Linked DNA regions of Sus scrofa: region 1 is linked to region 2. The links are chromatin contacts, called in public HiChIP or PLAC-seq maps. All regions are on one chromosome and are shown on one strand. The core of a region is the stretch at or near the end of the contact, and the rest is flanking DNA. Distances in the headings are between cores, read along the strand shown. Region 1 overlaps IRS2 (insulin receptor substrate 2). Region 2 has its middle 230 kb from the start of IRS2.

Region 1 (3,278 bases), core at 127-2,626, 220 kb after region 2:
AAGTATAGAGGGACATTTTTTTTCTTTTTAGGGCGACACCCACGGCATAAGGAAAGGTCCTGGAGTCCTTCGGGAGTCTAATCAGAGCTGCAGCTGCTGGCCTACACGACAGCCTCAGCCACACCAGATGCTTAACCCACTGAGCGAGGCTACGGATGGAACCTGCATCCTCATGGATGCTCGGCAGGTTCTTAACCCACTGAGCCACAACGGGAACTCCTGGAGGGACATTTAAAATTCTCCAGTGAGAGTGATTTGCAGCCAAATGAAACACCACTGATTGAAATTTCAGAAATGAAAAGCGGAAAGGGCTAAGACCATCTTTATCAAGTTCATTTACTAACGAAATAACAGAAAGTAAGACAGTCCCAGCTGATGGCCGTGCCCTCCCAGGGCAGGGGGCCGGACAGGCGCCAGGCTCTGGGCCCGAGTCTGCAGATGCCCTGGCTCAGCTTCACCTTCCACCTCCAGTCCTTGCAGGCAGCCAGGGGAGGGTACCCTGGTTCAGCCCAAACACCAAAATGTCTTTCTATCGCTCAAATCCTGAGTCTCAGCTGGGTCAGCCTGCAGAAGAGAACTTGGGCGGCCTTGGCAGCAGCGAACCGGGGACTAGACTTCAGCACAAGCCCATCTGCTGGGAGGGAACACAGCCCAGGGGCCCCTCCTTGAGGGTCCAGGGGCCTCCAGGGGTCAGACCCAGAGCAGGGAGGGGGGACGGCTGCTGCCTCCCGGTGGGGAGGGCTTCATGCAGGTGGATGCGGGGGGCACCCAGTCCTGCCCAGCCAGCGACCCACAGGGGACACCACTGAGACCCCCAGGATCACAAACGCATCTCACCCTTCGCGAGAAGGCACAGTGCGGGGACAAAAGAGCCCGCCCCCTAAAGACAGCTCCCCAAACCTCGGCAGGTTGGGGGAGGAGTAATTCGGTGTGAAGACAACACTTCTTATGTTAAAAGGAGGGTGGGCTCCGAGTGCGGGTCACTCGAACCCACGCCCAGCCTCTTCTCAAGATTCGAAGATGAACCGAAGAAGACGGGCTCCCTCATCACCCTTCTAGTAACCCCGAATCCCCATGAGGACCAAGTCCAGGCTGAGCAGGTGACAATGACGCCTGGCACTTCACGCACAGGCCACCCCCAGGAGAGCATCTCGCAGACAGACGTTCCCCCCGCGCCTCCCCCCGACCCTTGTCACCCTCAGCAGCGTTACGATTTTGTGGCACTCGGTACAGAGGAGTTCATATAAAATAACGTCTTTCTCCAGCCTCCTTCGGGGGCGGCTGGCCAGTTTACAATTTCTCCTTGTTTTGAACGGAACATGCATGAGGCGTAGGCTGCAAAGTGACCTCAACACTGAGTAACCAAGACACGGAGTCATCTGGCTCATACGTTACACATTTTGCACAGATATGACAAGACTACGTGTGAATCAAGTTATTGACGAGTCTATGCGAGCCATCTGCTTGCAGGGCGGGGTGGCAGACACGGTGGGGGGGTGGGGGGAGGCAGAGCCCCCAGCTGCGTGTCCCCTCCAAGGCCCTGTGTGCTGGTCACAAGCCTCCCAACACATACACACTGCCTCCCGCCACCTGTCACTTCCTGCAGCAATTCCTTACACACCAAACTCCCAGAAATGACATTACAGCCAGAGAAACCAAGAAACCCACAAGCATAAGCATGGTTCCTAAAATACACACTTGACCGTGAAACCGGAAATTTGACACGGACGGTCTGGAAGAGGGAAGAGCATCCCCGGTGGGAAGGAATCCCCGCTAATACCATCAAGTAAATCCTGCGGACGAGACCGCCGCTTTTCTCTGTTCACATGGATGTGACCTTCTTTAAGAGACGTCGCTTCTACGTATTTCAGAAAAATTAAGTCAAATTAAGTCCATTTAACACATGTGTGTCTTCCTCGCAGACGGGCTGACGGGTGGGGAGGGGTTTTCACACACGATGCCCTGGCTTTTCTGGATTCTTAGACCCTTAGCTCCAACCTCACCGCCACGGCGCTTCCCTGTTGAGACTCAGTCTCCCTAAAATACATAGAGTGATGATGCTTTTCTATTGGGTCTCTTAGCTTCCAGATCAGCAGAAGAAGGAAATCACTTCGCTGCACTAGAGTCAATTACTGACTCTGGCACTCCTCACGAGAAAGCCCTGGGAGGGCGAGGTGGCACGACTGACCCAGTTTTTCAAAGGCAGGTGCTATGGTATGGAGAGGACAGAAGCAGTCAGCAGCAAGCCGACCCGCGCAAAGCTCCCCACGGCCCGGCAGAGGGTCCCCCACAAGGCCCACCGCTAGCCCCCTTCCCCCTTGGGTGGTCCCTTTAAAAAAGAAGGGAAGCAGCAAGAACCTTCCCTCCAAGGAGGTTCTGGGCGTGAAACACCATCTGGACACGTTTTTCAAATTGCAAAAGGTGCTTTACCATTGAGTCGGTGTGCTGAGAACGTAACTACGATGAGCACGTGTGCTCTGACGCCGCTGCCTTTGCTATGACAATGTCCTACTGCTGTCCCCACCTCAGTGACATCTCGGCACTGCCACCCCCCCCCCAAGGAAGCTTGTAAGTCTCTTCACTGCTTCTACATTATTTTTGAGACAGTCAAGAGCTGACATATATCTCACGAAGTAAAAAAAGACACTATGGCAAAATCACATGAAATATTTCAACACTGCATGTGATGCTCCAAAGAAACGGTCTTTTTCTTCTCTTAAATACGAACACAGTCTGCAGCACGGCTGAGCAGGCTCAACGCACCATGGGCACCGTTCATTCCTCCATCACTCACCACCGCCCTCCAGTCAACAACGCGGGTCTCCTGTTTCCAGAATACGCCAGCAACCTCCTGCCCCAGGACCTTTGCATGGCCAGCCAGCCATTCCTTTGTCCACGCGGGTTCTCCCCTAAACATCTACAGGACTTGTCGCCTCTCTCTCCCGGCTTTATCTTTGGAGCACTTGTTCCCACTGCCTCATGCTCTGACACATGTCAACATTACAGCTACTTCCTAGGTTTCAAGATTCAGTCCTTTTCTTGTTGGTTGGTTGGTTGGTTTTTTGTTTATTTGACATGCGCGTGGTTTTTTTGTTTGGGGTTTTTTTTTTTTTTTTTAGCTTGGAAGCCAAACCTCTCTCTCTTTCTAGCTTGTACTTTAATATTTCTCAAAAGGGTGAAAGAGGTTTAAAGTGTGCACATGTCACAGCTGGCCTGTTTCTACAATGAACACACAGGAAAAAAAGTGACCGATATGTTACATGTGAAAGCTGAGCCTG
Region 2 (3,157 bases), core at 569-3,068:
CTGGGAACCTCCATATGCCCGGGGAGCGGCCCAAGAAATGGCAAAAAGACGGGGGAAAAAAAAAAAAAAAAAGAAGCAGCAGCAGCAAAGCTCTTGGATAATCTTTGGACACTTGGGTCTCGCTGATCTGCTGTCTGTTGTCACCGTGCATCTGAATTCAACTTCCTTCCCACATCAGGGGTCGTTAGGGTAGATGCTGGCCCTGTAAGGACGGTTGGCTTGAAGGTGCGTGGTTGCACTCTCATTAGTACGAGCAAGTCATGAGGGTATCTGGGAGAAGGTGTTATTTGTGTGGCTACTTGAGCCACTTTCCACCTCCTGTGGGATCTGGGTCCAAGTTGACAGCAAGGACGTGTCCTTCAGAGCCTGCTCCCGGCCCCCTAGGAGCTGCCTCGCGAGCGATGGGAACTGGAAGGAGAGGCTAGAACTCCTGGTCATGTTTCTCGGCCCAAAGAAGGTCCGTGGGGAGAAGAAGGAGCCGAACTGGAGGTGGGACCAGCCACTCACATCTGTAAGCCTCACCGCATTAATCTGGGGGACCAGGACATCAGCGGTGACGTCCTCCTGTGAACAGGCTTTTTTGGGTTGATTCTTAAATAGCCTCCTAGCCTCCATTGCAGCTGCATGATTGTGACCTTATAACAGTTACCATGGAAAGAATTCCTGGATTATAAATAATGGCAATGCGAGTTTCCTAGTTACCAAGCATATTTATAAAATGAATTCCAAAGGTACATGACATTTAATTCCAGCCTATTTTTAGAAACTAAAGGATAATAAAGGAAAACACCCTTTTTTTCTTCCAGAAAGAAAGAGCTGTGCTCTTTTTCCAAATCCAGTTGTAGGCTAGTAGACCTCTATGGCTAGGAGGAAAATTAAAGGTTTTCAGTGATATGCTATTCTTGGGGGCTTAAGGAAAGCCTTTACGAGAACAGATTTCAGTGGTAAATCAAATTACAATGATCATGTATTGGAATTAGATTTATAAAAATTATCTTGGGGAAAAAAGTATTGTCCCTTAATTATCGCATCGGACATCTAATGGGACAGATGAGCCTTCTATTTTGCAAGATATTTTTATTAAAGGAAACCATTATTTCTCATTCAGACCTCTTGAAAGTAAATGCTTCCCCAGTTGGAGGAGTCACAAACCAGAAAAGGGAAGTGAGGATTCTTAAGGAACTGATTACCTAAGGAAAGCCAACGTGCTGCCGAAATGCAAGCTCAAGGAAATGTTAAGGCGGCGGAAATGCAGTAATTCCACGTTCCTTCAAATATCTTGTGTTTCCCGAACACTGTTCCAGGAGTTGCTTCAAAGAAGTTGGTGCATGAAATTTCCTCAACATGGTTGCAAGGTCTCATAATTGGGGAATGTTCTCCTTTCTGAATCTTGAATTGAGTCCTACCTTTTTGTCTCATGCTCTGATATAGGACATTCAGAAACGTAATAACTAGAACCCCTCACATTAAAATTCTTCTCTCTCCATGTGTATCTAATGTATCATATATTATATATTTGTAAGTTCTTGCTGTTCAGCTTCAATAAATATTTATCGGACACAGTATTCGTTTTTTTGTGGCTGTTGGAGCAAATTACGAACAACCTGATAGCTTAAGAGAAAACAAAGTTATTACCCAACAGTTCTCTAAGTAAGAAGTCTGCCAGGGTCTCCCTGGGCAGGGCTGTGTTTCTTCGGGGGGTTCAGGGGACCAGCCACATCGTTATCTTTGCAGCTTCTGCGGGCCTTCCCCGGCTGGAGGCCCTCTTCCCTTCCTCATCAAGGCGGCCGAGTCCTGCTCAGCCCCAGCTCTCTGACCTCTTCCTCCTCTCACCCTCTTCTGCTTCCCTCTCCCTCTCGTCAGAACGCCGGTGATGACTCGGATACCCCCAGTATCCCAGGGTATTGTCCTCATCGCAAGATGCCTGACTCAGTCACACTGGCCAAGTCCCTTTGGGCGTGGACGCAGCACAGCCCCAGGGTCTGGGACCTGGGATACGGACCCCTTTGGGGAGCAGGACAGTTTTGCTGCCTACCCACATCACTGGTTTATTCTTTCTTCATACCGTCCAAAAAATGCTTCTGGAATTCTTACATATCCACTGTGTGTTTAATACAGGGCAAGGTAGAGGAATAGAGTAACAATAGCTCCCAATCCCAAACTAACCAATCATGTTTTACATATTTGTAATCAGAGTAAATGCTTTCTATTTGGTGTGTGTGTGAAACCTGCAACAAGGTATGGTTTTACTTTTATTTTTGGTCTTTTTGCCATTTCTTGGGCCACTCCCGTGACATATGGAGGTTCCCAGGCTGGGGGTCCAATCGGAGCTGTAGCTGCCGGCCTACACCACAGCCACAGCAACGTGGGATCCGAGCCGCGTCTGCAACCTACACCACAGCTCACGGCAACACCGGATCCTTAACCCACTGAGCAAGGCCAGGGACCGAACCCGCAACCTCATGGTTCCTAGTCGGATTCGTCAACCACTGCGCCACGACGGGAACTCCGGTAGGGCTTTTCTTTTCAAACGTACAGTCCTGCTCCTGTCTTTCCGTCTACTTCCTAAAATTGACTCCCACTGGCTCTTTGCTCAGATAAAGAGATAAAGAGTTCTCAACTTCTCTGATACTCACACTCTCTCCCTTCGGCTTTATTTTTTCTTCTAGAGCCGATTCCACTTCTTGTGGTTCTTTTAGTTTTAAATCTGCCTCCCCACTGTTGCTCATTTCTCTCGGTCACACGCAGCAAATGGGGAAAGGCACTCCGTATGCAGTGGTGAAGGTACACGGGTGGTGACTGTGGTATCTGCGCATAAGGCTGCGAGGTTTGGAGCCTAGCATTTTCCTTTTTTTGCCATGTGTTAATACCCTTTCCCCCCACTTCTGGAACTGTAGCAAGTCACAGTGGAGTAAAATTTAAAAGTATTTTTAACTGAGTCTAAGAACCACAGTAATTAGTTTACCTAATGGCAGGCAACGTGTTCAACTTAAAGTTCAATGTTAGCTGCAGAGCTAGGAATAAATGAATATGAATTTTACAATGATGCTAGTTATGGGTCATTCCTGTTCCAGAAGGAGGAAATTGGAGGCCGTGGCACATTTTCCTTCCTTTGGCAAGCTCTCTCTCTCTCTCTCTCTTTTTTTTTTTTTTAATT

The links. HiChIP or PLAC-seq counts read pairs in DNA pulled down with a chosen protein or histone mark.
Region 1: a contact with region 2 is called in an H3K27ac HiChIP or PLAC-seq map of alveolar macrophages. The contact joins two enhancer-like sites. A contact is called at or near these places in 1 of 47 Hi-C or Micro-C datasets (liver) and 1 of 2 datasets of contacts at active chromatin or transcription factors (alveolar macrophages).

Annotation. Positions count from the first base shown.
Region 1 is chr11:76,635,880-76,639,157 of Sscrofa11.1, forward strand. The region is part of intron 2 of IRS2 (insulin receptor substrate 2); the gene reads right to left. Among named protein-coding and RNA genes, the nearest start is that of IRS2, 17 kb to the right of the region's middle. Within about 2 kb of position 1,377, at least 4 of the 83 cell types and tissues checked have an H3K27ac peak or open chromatin away from gene starts, as enhancers often do. A contact at or near this core is called in alveolar macrophages, where this site is marked.
Region 2 is chr11:76,419,008-76,422,164 of Sscrofa11.1, forward strand. No RefSeq gene overlaps it. Among named protein-coding and RNA genes, the nearest start is that of IRS2, 230 kb to the right of the region's middle. Within about 2 kb of position 1,819, at least 1 of the 83 cell types and tissues checked has an H3K27ac peak or open chromatin away from gene starts, as enhancers often do. A contact at or near this core is called in alveolar macrophages, where this site is marked.